3 separate regions of the Mus musculus genome follow, and regions 1 and 3 are each linked to region 2. Evidence: chromatin contacts called from public Hi-C and HiChIP or PLAC-seq data. All regions are on one chromosome and are shown on one strand. The core of a region is the stretch at or near the end of the contact, and the rest is flanking DNA. Distances in the headings are between cores, read along the strand shown.

What was found. A called contact is a pair of places that touch in the nucleus more often than the background predicts. HiChIP or PLAC-seq counts read pairs in DNA pulled down with a chosen protein or histone mark.
Region 1: a contact with region 2 is called in a Hi-C map of erythroblasts, with 2.8 times the contacts expected there. The contact joins the promoter of Oaf here to the promoter of Tbcel in region 2. A contact is called at or near these places in 1 of 484 Hi-C or Micro-C datasets (erythroblasts) and 3 of 115 datasets of contacts at active chromatin or transcription factors (embryonic stem cells, large pre-B cells and pancreatic cancer cells).
Region 3: a contact with region 2 is called in an H3K27ac HiChIP or PLAC-seq map of embryonic stem cells, with 3 times the contacts expected there. The contact joins the enhancer-like site here to the promoter of Tbcel in region 2. A contact is called at or near these places in 3 of 115 datasets of contacts at active chromatin or transcription factors (embryonic stem cells, large pre-B cells and pancreatic cancer cells).

The regions. Positions count from the first base shown.
Region 1 is chr9:43,237,922-43,242,098 of GRCm38.p6, reverse strand. It overlaps Oaf (out at first homolog), which reads left to right and starts at 2,283. Exons shown (of 4, transcript NM_178644.3): 1 at 2,283-2,792. The coding sequence starts at 2,526.
Region 2 is chr9:42,469,307-42,473,765 of GRCm38.p6, reverse strand. It overlaps Tbcel (tubulin folding cofactor E-like), which reads left to right and starts at 1,528. Exons shown (of 8, transcript NM_173038.5): 1 at 1,528-1,700. It overlaps Gm16322 (a long non-coding RNA gene), which reads right to left. Exons shown (of 8, transcript XR_001779127.2): 1 at 3,696-4,459.
Region 3 is chr9:43,084,668-43,088,765 of GRCm38.p6, reverse strand. The region is part of intron 1 of Arhgef12 (Rho guanine nucleotide exchange factor (GEF) 12); the gene reads left to right. Among named protein-coding and RNA genes, the nearest start is that of Arhgef12, 19 kb to the left of the region's middle. Within about 2 kb of position 2,680, at least 24 of the 459 cell types and tissues checked have an H3K27ac peak or open chromatin away from gene starts, as enhancers often do. A contact at or near this core is called in embryonic stem cells, where this site is marked.

The DNA of each region.
Region 1 (4,177 bases), core at 1,034-3,533, 770 kb before region 2:
AGTCACCAGAAAGAACTAGGGCCATGGTTGTGGCTCGTGGAAGAGGCGGCGTGTTCTCTATTGTTTTAAAAGACAGAGCAGGCTGGACAGTAGAGGCACACACCATTAATCCCAGCCCTCGGGAGGCAGAGGCAGATAGGTCTCTGTGGCCGGCCAGTTTGAGAAGCCTAGCCAGGGCTACATAGAGTAACCCTGTCTCGAAAAACAAAACAAAAACAAACAAACAAGAAGAGAGATTAGGTTGAAATGGAGAAGGACTATTCACAGGGAAGATGCATCTTCCATCTGTGTTTCCAAGCCACAAAGTCTGAAGAGAGAAATAGAGACTCTTCTTGGTTCTTGTTGGGGACTGGGGGTTGGGGGAGGTGGGTATCTTTGGACTCGGGGGAGGGTCCGGGGCCTGGGACAGAACCAGTGATGATGGATGGGACAGGACCCGAAACAGAGGAAGTTAGGAAATTTGGGTGAGGCCCCTAATGACTATGGAACTGACTCATGGGGGCACTCCCAGCTCGAAGGCCTCTTTGAGATCTAGCATCCTGTCAGGCAAGAGGCCAGCTCTGAGACCCCAGGCAATTCGGTGCTGCCAGCTCAGGCTCTAAGACCCCAAGGAAACAATCCAGTTATTGTCTGGCAGCCTGCCCCAACTCCCCAGAGTGAGGAAAAGATACTCCTCGAGCCAGGTGCTTCCCCATAAAGATGCTGTCAAGGACCAAGTGTCTACCAACCTCTGGCTTATCAAGCACCACACTGGACCTTGTTGCCAGGGCTGCCTCCCTGTCCTCTCCCAGAAAGTCTGAACCTATAGGCTTAAGGATCCTGGAAGCTGTGTCATAATGAATATCAAAGTGACAGTTGAAGTAGGGCAAATTTAGGAAGCCCCGAGTGAGATGGAGGACATCTTTTTTTAATTCTCATTTTTTTATTAGGTATTTTCCTCATTTACATTTTCAATGCTATCCCAAAAGTCTCCCATACCCTCCCACCCACCCACCCACCCCCACTTTTTGGCCCTGGCATTCCCCTGTACTGGGACATATGAAGTTTGCAAGTCCGATGGGCCTCTCTTTCCAGTGATGGCCGACTAGGCCATCTTTTGATACATATGCAGCTAGAGTCAAGAGCTCCGGGGGTACTGGTTAGTTGATAATGTTGTTCCACCTATAGGGTTGCAGATCCCTTCAGCTCCTTGGGTACTTTCTCTAGCTGATGGAGGACATCTTAAGTCCCCTTCAGTCCTATATGTGTTCCAAAGGACGGGCTCATGCTAGTTGGGGGTGGATCATGTGCTAGAGATCCCCTAGGAAGGAAAGATGAAGGGGGTGGAGTGGGGAGGCACAGTTTCAACCATCTGTCATCAAGACCCTAGAGACCACAGGGCACCTGGAACAAACAGAAGTGGCAATGGACAGGAGAAACAATGGTCCTGGCCATGCCCAGGGGGCCTTATCTCCAGGGACGCCCAACCCTCTGTGTTCACTAGCAGACAGTTAGGCTCAAACAATTTTCAAAGTATGCTTGTGTGTCACCAACCAGAGGGGAATCCTGCTCCCCAAGTCTTCACTCAGCTTATTGGAGTCTCTGGCACAGCAGGAGTGTCTTTTTGTGGCCCTTGATTGGTGCTTCCGTTATCGGAAAGAGCAGAGGCCCTGAGCGGTGGGCTGGGCTGGAGAAAGGCTGACTGAACACAGGAGAGAAAACTGAATAACGGCTCATAAAGTGTTAAGCTCCTTGATGGCCGCATCCAGATTGGCCGCCTCACTTACAAAAACAGCTCACACCTGATGGATGCACAGATGGCCCTCAACCCCTAATTGCACTCCCCGACCTAGGAAAAGACCAGAATGCTAGGTGAGGCCTGATTTTTTCCCCCAGCCGCTTTTGAGAAATTCGCTGTGTCAGAGAAACTAAAAGACTAAGCAAAACCTCTGAAAACCCAAGCCCGATTATTTCATCCACGTGGCACCAGAACAAGCCAGAGGGGTGTAGGGGGCGGGGGAGTCACCCGTCCCGCCCTTAATGGGAGGAAGGGATTTGCCCGGAGCGCAAACTCTGGACAAGGCCCGGCCGGTGACGGGGCGCGGCGGGAGGGAGGGATCCAGAGAAAGCCAGCCTAGACCACAAAGCGGCTGAGCCCCGTGGTCCCCAATCCCCGCCCCTCTCTGGGCCACTGCGGTCCCTTTAAGGGCCAAGAGGTGCGCGGTCTCTTTAAGGCAGGTCCTGGTGGTTTCTGTTTTCTGAAGGAAGTGACGGGGGGTGGGATTGAATGAAAAGTGCTGAACGGAGTCCGGAGCTCAGGAATCGGGGCGGCTAGGGGACACGCACGGGGGGCGCCGTCCGGGACTCGGGGTGCGTGGCTGTACGCGGCCCACGTGAATTCGCTGCACGTCGTGGGGAACCTCCGGGTTGAGTCTCCCCTCTAGAAGTAGGGGACTGCCGGGAATCCCCGAACCGGACCCCCAACTTCGAGCAAACTTTGTAGGCGCGTCTCCCCTCCCCCACGCGGCGCGCCGGGGGCCCCGGGGATGCGGCCCCCTGGCTGCCGCGACGTCCCCTCGGCGCGCCCCGCGCTGCCGCTGCTGCTGCTGCTGCTGTCGCCGCTGCTGCTTGGGGCGCTGCACGGCGTGGGCGCGGGCAGCGGCGCTCCGGCCGAGCTGCGGGTCCGAGTGAGACTGCCCGACAGCCAGGTGATCGAGGAGAGTCTACAGGCGGACAGCGACGCGGACAGCATCAGCCTTGATCTGCGCAAACCCGACGGCACTCTCATCTCCTTCATCGCGGATTTCAAGAAGGTGAGGTACCATCAAGAGTCCTGTCCCACCCACCACGGAGGGCGGGCAAGCTGTCGGGCGTCCCAGGAACCCTCAAGCCCGCAGAAGAGAAACGCAGTGCCGAAAGGGGAACGTGACATGCCCAAGGTCACCTCTCTAACTCGCTGCCCACTCTCTGGCACCCAGATCCCGGTCTTTATTCTCTTTCGTGAACCCCTCTAGCTTTTTTGTTGCTTGGCTCTGAGTAACCAAGGCCCTTCTCACGCACTGACCGGCTTCAAAGCCCGCTCCCTCCTCAGCACTCCAAGCTGACACTCCGACAAAAGTTCTTGTTAACAAGGCCTCCTTTCTTGCCACTGCCTCTGTGACTAAAGGGGAAATCCACAGGTGGCAAGAGGACCTTGGGCTCTCCCTGTTGTGTTGGTGTGAAGTTAGTTTCCCTTACTCCGCTGTTCTTTGGCAAGGAAGCGGTTTCAAGACCTCCAGCCTGGAGCACCATTCCGGGATCGCTTTCCCTGCAGAGCTGTCTGCCCTTGGTCCCTCCCAAGTCTGGTAGCAGCTCTCCTCTGTAACCTGAAGGGCTGAACTACTTGGGAGCCAGAGGACCTAGGCAGAGTTGGGGGAAGGGAGGAGAGAAAAGGGGAGGTTCCCCTCAGTTGGAAAGGGTGGTCGGTGTCTCCGCCCATGCCTGACAGGGGCTGGTGAAGTCCACAGTTTAGCTGCCCCCCTCCCGTCCCGTCTCTCTCTCTCTCTCTCTCTCTCTCTCTCTCTCTGTCTCTGTCTCTGTCTCTGTCTCTGTGTGGGTGTGGTGGTATGGAGAGAAGAAGAGATGTTAGAGTTATCCAGAAATGGAACTCCAGGGTGCTGAGTGACGGTGACCCAACAACAGAAATCTCTGAAAGAAAAGACAGTGAAATGCCACCCCAGTCATCCCAGGAGCCTAAGACAGGAGGAACACAAGTTCAAGGCTATACAGAGCTACAGAGTGAGACCTTATCTCATGGTTGGGGGGAGGAGAGTCTTCTAATCATCCACTCTCAGCTCTTCCCCCTAAAAGGAGGCATTGCACCCCTCTGTCTTTGGGAGAGGAACAGAAGTGACGAATATCCAGGACTAAATAGCCATCCCTCCTCTTCCCTCCTCTCCTCTCCCCTCCCCTCCATTCCAAAACTGAGAGTTATTTGGAGACCTTGGAGGGAGAGGGGGCAGAATTTGGGCAGCCAGCTAGGGATCCTGTGAGACTGTCATGAGCATCAGAGGTACCAGGGAGATCCAGTGTTGGGTAGAGTAGAGGTGAGCCTGGACTGATGTTCTAGCCCAGGCCCAGGGAGTCATCCTGACCAAGGACTTAGCAGAATGGTAGCCCGTGCTTGCCACACAGGCCCAAACTGGGTTCTTACATGCAA
Region 2 (4,459 bases), core at 279-2,778:
GATCAACAAGAGACGGATAGAAACATTCATCTCTGAGTTTGTTTTCTAAAGAGACTCTTGCATTCAATGTCTATGTGTGTGTTTCTATCCATAGCAACAGTATTTGTTAGTAGTAATGACTTACAGCTCTTATTTCCCCCTAGTATGTGAGCAAACCCTCCAGAGGGAAGCCCCCTGTCCCTGTCCTTCCTCCTCTGCTTCCAGTTCCTCTGCTCTGCATGTCCTTCCCACTGAGGCTCCTTTTAGCTGTGGTCCTGCCAATATCTCTAGTCCCTCCTAAGGTGTCAGCAAAGTGCTTTTCTGGGCAGGAGGCAATCGCGTAAGAGTACTCTAAGCCACTGCCTGACCCATAGACCTCAGAACGTGTTTCTTAACCAGGTCCTTCTCAAGTCTCTCTCCAGCCTAAGTCCTGCCTATGGGACAAGACAGAAGAATCAATTGAAGTCCCCAGGGCCTGAGGTTGGTAAGAATTTTTGTTTTCCTCTTTCTGGGAGCCAGTATACACATGTGCATGTTTGTGGCAACCCCCACATCCTCCTGGACACACACAGATTGACACTGGGCATGGAACTCTCCTCAACTCCTAGACTTTCCATTCACATATCTGTGCATGGCTGGTTCCTCCTCGGGATCAGCCTGCACCATCTCTATTCCGTGGGCACAAAAGCAAACAACCTAACAGCCAAGTGTGAGGCTTCGGAGCCGGGGCTATGCGTGGCCTGGTGTGAAGCATATTTTCTTTGGAGCCAGCCTGACCTGGTTTCAAGTCTCAGCCATGTCATTTTGGCTAAGTAGGTGGTCATGAGCAGATCATTTGACTCCCCAAACTTCAATTTTCAATTCTACAAAATATGTCCTTTAGGAGGTTTGTGGGTTATGTTTTGTGTGTTTTTCTTTTCTTTTCTTTTCTTTTCTTTTCTTTTCCTTTCCTTTCCTTTCTTTTCTTTTCTCTTCTTTCTTCCTTCCTTTTTTCCTTTCTTTCTTTCTTTCTTTCTTTTTAATCTCATGTATTTATTGGCTATGGCTGTAAAGCACACACAATAGGTGAAAATTGTAAATTGTTAGTGTTTGGGAGCTTCAGGTGCCTCGGGACTAGAGGGGGCACAGAACGAAGGTCAAACTGTCCCCTACGCCTAGATGTATATGAAGTATAGAGATCGTACAGGACATTTTATAGATGAGGCCTGTGAAGTCAAAGACAGGTAGTGATCACAAGTAGGGTTACACTGAGTCAGGCCAAGATTGCAGGTGTGTTTGGACACGTTCGTCCAGGGCTCCTTTCTCCAAGGATGCTTCTCTTGTAGGTGATCGGTCTTTGGACCTGTGGTTGGTTGCTCCCCTGCTGCACTGGTAAGAAAAGCAAGCAGATGGGGTGTAATTCTGATCCACTCTAGGTGAATGCCACCATTCCCGGTTGCCATGGCAACCGCAGCTCGCTCTGAGAGGCTCGTCTCCTCTGGCCCCTCCCAATCACGCAGCGGACGTGACACGTGCGGCGGGGTCACGTGTTGTTGTTGGGGTCCCCGGAAAGCTGCTTCCGGGTCAATGCAGGACACTGGGCTCTGGCGGCCGGAGAAGGGGTCGAGGTGAAGTGGAGCCGGTCCGGGGCCGGCCTGGAGCAGGCCGGAAGCCGAGCGGCGACGCGGTGGCCGGGCGGGCGGAGGCGCAGCCCGAGGAGCCGCCGCCTCCCGGGCCGAGGGGTGAGTGTAGCCCGGCCGCTGCTCCTCCTCCGGGGCCGGAGGCCCGAGGCATGCTCCACCTGTGGGGGTAGGAGGCCAAGCCTGGGATCCTGGGAGGACGGCGCACTGATGGAGGGCAGAAGGCTGGACAGCGGCAGCAAGCCAGATGCTCCCAGCCTCCTTGAGGCCTGGGGTATGGAAGCGGCTCCCTGGGTGGGAAACTTAGCTTTGAATCACTGAATCAGGAAAATGATGAAAACAACTGGACGTGTCAAGTCCTCGGGGTGTATCCCCATCTGTAAGATTTGGTATCTTAGTGGGAAAGAGCAGCTGTCCCTGTAACTCCTGGATCACTAAGCCTGTCCCTTCCTGGACTGCTTAAAGCTTGTAGTTTGCTAGGAATTTGGGGAGCATGTTTTTGCACCAAGCCGTATTAAGATTGGGGGCTGCCAGGAGACTCCATCCTAGCTTCTTGGTAATGGTGCGAAATGATCTGTGATAAACTGAATAGAGTACAGGCTTCTGGAACTACTAGGAAGACAGTCTGGGATTTGGAGAAGGGAAGAGGATTCGTCCTCCTTAGGGACACAGGCAGCAATTGCAGAAGTTGTAGTTGAGGAAAAGTTGATTGGAGGAGTTGAACTGTTGACAGTCAGTGGAGGAAGGAGGAGCCCCACTCCAAGGTTGCTTAGCTACAGGAGTTTGTAGGCTCCGCCTTAGGGCTGTTAAGGAAACTGGCAGGACCTCAAGGCCAGCTAAAAGCTTGGCTGGGACTTGTCCTTCTCTCTGCTTTTGTATAGCCTTTGCCTGTGTATCAAGAAACTCTTGAATAGATTTCAGTGGTTCCATCTTGAGCGAAGAGTGCTTGAGCAAACTGTTTGGGGGGAAGATGGGGGAGGCCCTGGGGCCCAAAGCAGGCTTGGTTAGGCTTGCCCCTTTTGTATTCTGTCTCTGTAGCTCTTGATAGGATCTCATAGGCTCGTCTTGAGCAGAGAACTGGATTAAGGATGTTTAGTCAGCCTGGGTCCTTTGGCTTTAACCATAGCTCTAACTTAAGGAAAAAAGCAAAAACCTCACACTGATAAGGGCATTATGATTTAGTTTGTGCACCTATACACACACACACACACACACACACACGAATGAAAGGTTTTTACAAAGTAGTGGCTTTATGATACAGATTCTCTTGGCCTTGACCTCACTGGGTAGCCCAGGCTGGCCTGCTACTCTCTGTATTCTTTCTGTCCCAGCCTCTCCAGTGCTGAGCTTAAAGATGTGAGGCACCATGTCTGGCTTCACAGAGCCGCGCCTACCCTTGTTAGGTACCGTCTGCTTATTTCTGTTATGTTCTATTTTCTGTCATTAGAAAGAAAACATGCTGACTGAATTCCAGCAAATCGATTCGTAGGTCACAATTTGTGGTTGGGAAAATGGCATCTTTAGGCAATTTTTTTTTTTTTTTGGTTAGTCAGCGTATAATATGTTGTTAGCTTCTGGAGGGCAAGTGCATCCTATGCACTTTGTAGGGGCAGCTTCATGCTTCAGTGGACTATAATGTTCAGTGGACTTCAGTGATAGTATAATGTGCTTGACCCATTTCCTGAAGTACCTACCATTGGGCTAAGTTTTGATGCACTTGGGCACAAGTTCATCTTGATTTTTCTCTGTCTTTTGCCATGCCTGGGAAATACAGCAGTCTTAGTTATACGTAACAGACATTCGATTTCACAGGTCCCATATTTTTTACACTGGCCGACCTGTGGGGCTGAAGCGATGGCTCAGCAGTTAATGAGCACCTGCTCTTCCAGAGGACCAGAGCTTAGCTCCCAGCACTCAATGTCAGGGGACTCTGCATGTACTCTGCCTGTGGCTCCAGCTCCGAGGGGACCCATAACCTTCTTCTGGCCTCTGGGTACCTGTACACCTGTGACGTATACTCCCACAGATGACACCTACATACACACCTACACATAAAAATAAAGTTTTTTTTTTTAAAGAGAGGAAACACGGATTTACCTTTCTGCTGTTTGATCCCACTTCAAGGTCTTGAGTAGTTTTTAGATGGGGGATTTGCTGTCTGCATAAGGATATAAGTAAAATTCATGTGTTGGGATATGGAAGAAACTTAATCATAAATGTAAGCTCGACCTTCAGCGAGATAACACCTAAATTTCTCACATGAAGATACTTTTCCCGTGTTTACGACATAGATGAAGGGCTGGGGGTAGCTCAGTAGGTAAATGGCTTGCCATGCAAGCATGAAGGCCTGTGATTCCCACCACCCTCCTAGAAAAGCTGGGTACAGTGACACACTTGTCATCTCAACACTGGGGAGTCAGGACAGCAAGATCGCAGGGGCTGAACCCGTGAGCTCCGGTTGGCCTTCATACACACGCGTGCACCTCCACAAACACACATGCACATCCACACAAGCTAGAGGAAATCCTTAGAGAAACAGTGTGAATTCTTACTAGCCATTGGTAGGTGTCAGTGAATGAAGCAAGGGCCCTTCATATGTCGCCGCTTCCTTTGAAAGTTGTCACAAAGCCTGTTGCTGCGGGGACGTGGCATGTCATAGGATGTTACCTCATTTCAGTAACCAATGACAGGATGTATACATGAGACAGTTCGTAACAGTCTTATTTTTTGATGTGGATGAAAATGGAGTTTAGAGGCACGCTCGTCTGGGAAAACTTGACCAAGTTAAACGTCTTCAGCGTAGCCCGTCTTCAATGGGTGCAGCACGGTGCCATCAGCACAGGGCACCATCAGGCATCTTT
Region 3 (4,098 bases), core at 1,431-3,930, 610 kb before region 2:
TTCTGCACGTGATTCACCGTATTTCCTACTGTATACAGTTTTACATAGCACTGTGTGTGTGTGTGTGTAAATAGAGACTGTAAAACTGAAGTGAGAAAATCCAGCAAAAGATTAGTTCCTTGTCTTTTTAAAAAATATTTTTATTTGTGTATGTATGTGTGGGTCTACTAGTCTGAAGGAGACCAGAAGAGGGTGTCAGATCTCCTGGAACTGGAGTTACAGGTAGTTGTGAGCTACCTTATGTGAGCCCTCTCCCTAGCCTAGCTGTGGTTTGAGAGAGGATCTTAGGATTGCCTGGGCTCAGGCCCACCTCCTTCTGCCTCCCAAGTACTTAGATTACTGGGATTAATTTCTTGTTTTTAAATATAAATTAAAGCAGCAGTTTCTATATTGTGTGCCATGGAACATGCAGGATACTTTTTATAAGGAGGGAAACATTTTTTTCCCTTTGTTTATGAGCCCCACATTCAGATACTCAAGGCAAAAAGGTAGAATGTAAAATAATAGTTCTGAATAATCCCCAAATTGGGACTCACCATTAAGAAAAGGCAGTTTTTTCCTTGAAATGCTCTTTTTATTAGTCACAAATAGCCCTGCACTTGCGTTCTCCTATGATTCCTCTCAGACGCCACTTAGCACCGTTGGCTCACATCTTAGACGCTGCCTTTCCTGGGAAGGGCTCTACTTTCCGGTTTGGTGCACTTCCTTCTGTCCTGCAGACTCCTCTCTGTGCTCCGACCCTGTGTGGACATCCATGGGCTCTGCTGTCTTAGCCCATGCAGGTCTTCTCTTCTTCCTCAGCCTTTTATTTATTTCTGCTTGAGTTGTTTTCATCCCGTGTAATAAATACCCAGAAGGCTTCCTCAGTCTTCCTGTACCTTCCTAGGAGATACTAACCCAGCTATCTTCCCAATGACTGTGAGGTCATGGGTTTCAAATATAATTTAAATTCACAAGGACAGACACAGAATCCTAGGAAGTTTAAGTATCGCTCCCTGTGAGTGGCAGAAGTCTGAATCCCCAGCCTGCATTAGATGGACAGGCAAAGGTGAATCAGGCACTGTTCCTGACTTGTAGGAGACGCTGGTGTGATAGAAGGAGACAGAGAGCTAGACTCAAAAGAGTGTACTTGGCGTTTCCTGGCCAGACTAGAAATGGTTTCATAGATAAGATGAGGAGTTGATGTGGTTCCCAGACAGGTGGACAGGTGAGGGTATGAGAGCAGTTGAGAGGAGTGATGTGAGTAGAGACAGGTGAGAACCCCCTGGCGTGGCTTCCCTGTAGTCTCAGCATTAAGGAGGCAGAGGTGAGAGGATGCGGTACAGACCAGACCAGTCTATATAGTGAGACCCTGTCTTTAAAACAGTATGCGGTGAAGCGTCTTGGTTTTGAACAGACTGCATGCGGTTTGGTTTGAGTAGAGCAGGGGCATTGATGGTGAGGATGGCTCAGTGGGTGGGGCACTGGATTCCATTCCCAGCCCCACATGGTGGCGTCCAGTGCTCTTACTCCAGTTCCAGGGGATCCGATGCTCTCTTTTGGCCTCCTCAAGCACCAGGCATGCAAGTGGTGCACAGACATACACGCAGGTAAACACCCCACACACAGAAATAACTTCAAAGAGAGATTGATGATGAAACTGAAGTGTTAGGTGGCACTTGGTGATGTCATTTTAAGGAGGTTGGGTTTAAACCCTGGGTTCTGGAGGCCAGTGATGTCCTTTAGCCATAGAAGTAACAGGATCACATGGCAATGTGAAGGAGGGATTAGTTGTGAGAAGCAGTTTCAGAAGCAGAGTCTGATAAAGAGATTTTTTCAGTAATCTGCATGAAAAATGAAGTCCTAACAACTCCTTAAACCAGAGCTACTCAGCAATATGATTGAAAAGAGGCAAAAATACAGCTCAGGAGTCTTGAGACTACAATAGGACCAGAGGACGGGAGGCCCATGAGATCGCAGTAGGACCAGAGGATGGGAGGCCCAGTGTGTGTGCCAGGCATGAGGAGGAGGCAAGGCATGGCTGGTTTTTGCTTGGCTGACTAATTAAGTAGAAGGAGGAGACTAACGAATTGTAATAAGGGACAGTTATGATGCTGTTAATGAAGAAAATATACTAGTTATCTATTGGTATGCAATACATGATTCCCAAAGTCATAGAATTTCATTCTCTAGCAGAGTAGATACACAAGACAAAATTGGCTGCTTAAATTAATTAAAATTACATAAAATGGAAAATTTAGTTCCTGGGGCACACCACATCTTATTGTTCAGTAGCCACATGTAGCCAATGGCTATTGTATTGTGTGTTTATATCATAGAGCATAGTATCAGTGCAAAAAGTATATTTTTTGATGATATGAGGGGTTATGAGGGTTTCACTTGTTAGGCAAATACCCCAGCACTTTTTTTTTTTTAAAGAATTATTTATTTGCTTTATGTATGTGAGTACACTGTAGCTGTCTTCAGACACATCAGAAGAGGGCATCAGATCCCATTACAGGTGGTTGTGAGCCACCATGTGGTTGCTAGGAATTGAACTCAGGCCCTCTGGAAGAACAGTCAGTGCTCTTAACCACTGAGCCATCTCTCCAGCCCCCAAGCTCTCTGTTAGAGACAGGGTCTTTGTAGTTCAAGCTGGCTCTGACCTTGAGGCACTCCTGCCTCAACATTCCAAGTGTTGGAATTACATGAATGAGCTACTGCACTCAGCTGCTTTTTATGTCTCTGTTGGGGTTTGTGCCTGAGTGCAGTGCCTGTGGAGGCATTGGAGAAAATCTCCTGGAGCTGCAGTTATGCATAGCTGTGAGTTACTTAACATCAGTTCTGGGAACCAATCTCAGGTGCCAGCTCCTAACTGCTGAGCCATCCTTCCAGCCTTTTCATTTCTAAGACTTGTGATCTCCTCTTGCCTCTGGCTCCCAGGGATATTTGGGATTACAGGGCTATGCTCTCATGCCTGGTTTGCAAAAAGAAAAAGTTTGGACAGAGCTACCAAATATTATCTCATGCAGTTATGATCAGAAAGCTAGGCGTCACTTAGCTGAGTAGTTCTCATGAAGAGTGTCATAGTGTTTTCCCCTCAGAGAAAGCATGGGCTTCAGGTATCTGAAGGTTCGGTGTTAGCCAAACCTAGTCCTGAGGTTGTTCACTTACACTGGGCAAGTGACTGAGACTGGTAGTAGGAGAGGTCGGTTCCTTTTCATTTTGGGGATGTCTCTAGGGACACTGAAGGAATCTGCTTTGTGAGATTAAGAGATCAGGATGGAGGCCGTATAGTTTGATGAGGTAACCTCAGAAGATAGACTGTCATTTTCATACTGTTCTGTTGGTTCCAAGGTGAGCTTTGTTCACCCAGCGTGTTTATTGTCTACCTCGGTCTGTGGTTAAACACTCACAAAAGGTAGGCAATTTGATAAAAAAAAGTCATTGAAAGTAATCTTTATACTCATATATTTTATAGTTCTATTTTTAAAGTCATCTTTAGTTTGCTTTATTCACAGAACACTTATACTTGTCAAGATAATTTAAGTTGTTCACATGAATAGATGTATTTGTCAAGATAAGGTTATTTGCAAAACTAGCCTTAGTCATGCGTAAGATCTCACAAAGGAAAGACTTCTCCCAGAAATATTTGAAATTCTTCCTGAAGCTCGACCGCATGTGTGAAGAGTTTTCCATTTGTTCTGCCAAACTCCTTATGTAGCTCTAATTTTAAAGCTAAATAATGAATACTTTTAGAAAGTTTTTTATTTATTTTTATTTTTTTAATTTTTGTCCCTCCTTTAGAGACAAGATCTCACATATACACCAGGCTGGCTACTTCTAACTTCCCATTTTTCTGTGACTTGTAAGTGCTGGGATTATACGAGTGAGCTACCATACCATTCCATACCCAACTCTTTTATTTTTAAGTACACACATGGAATGTTCAGAGGACAACCCAAGGGGTTGGGTTCTAGGGTTCAAACTCAGGTCATCAGTCTTAGTGGCAAATGACTCTACTGGCTGGGCCATCTTCCTGGCCTACTCTGAGCTCCTTCAGAAGACTTTTACTAAGCTGTAATAAATGTTGTGAAGGTACTGAGAAAAGGACATATG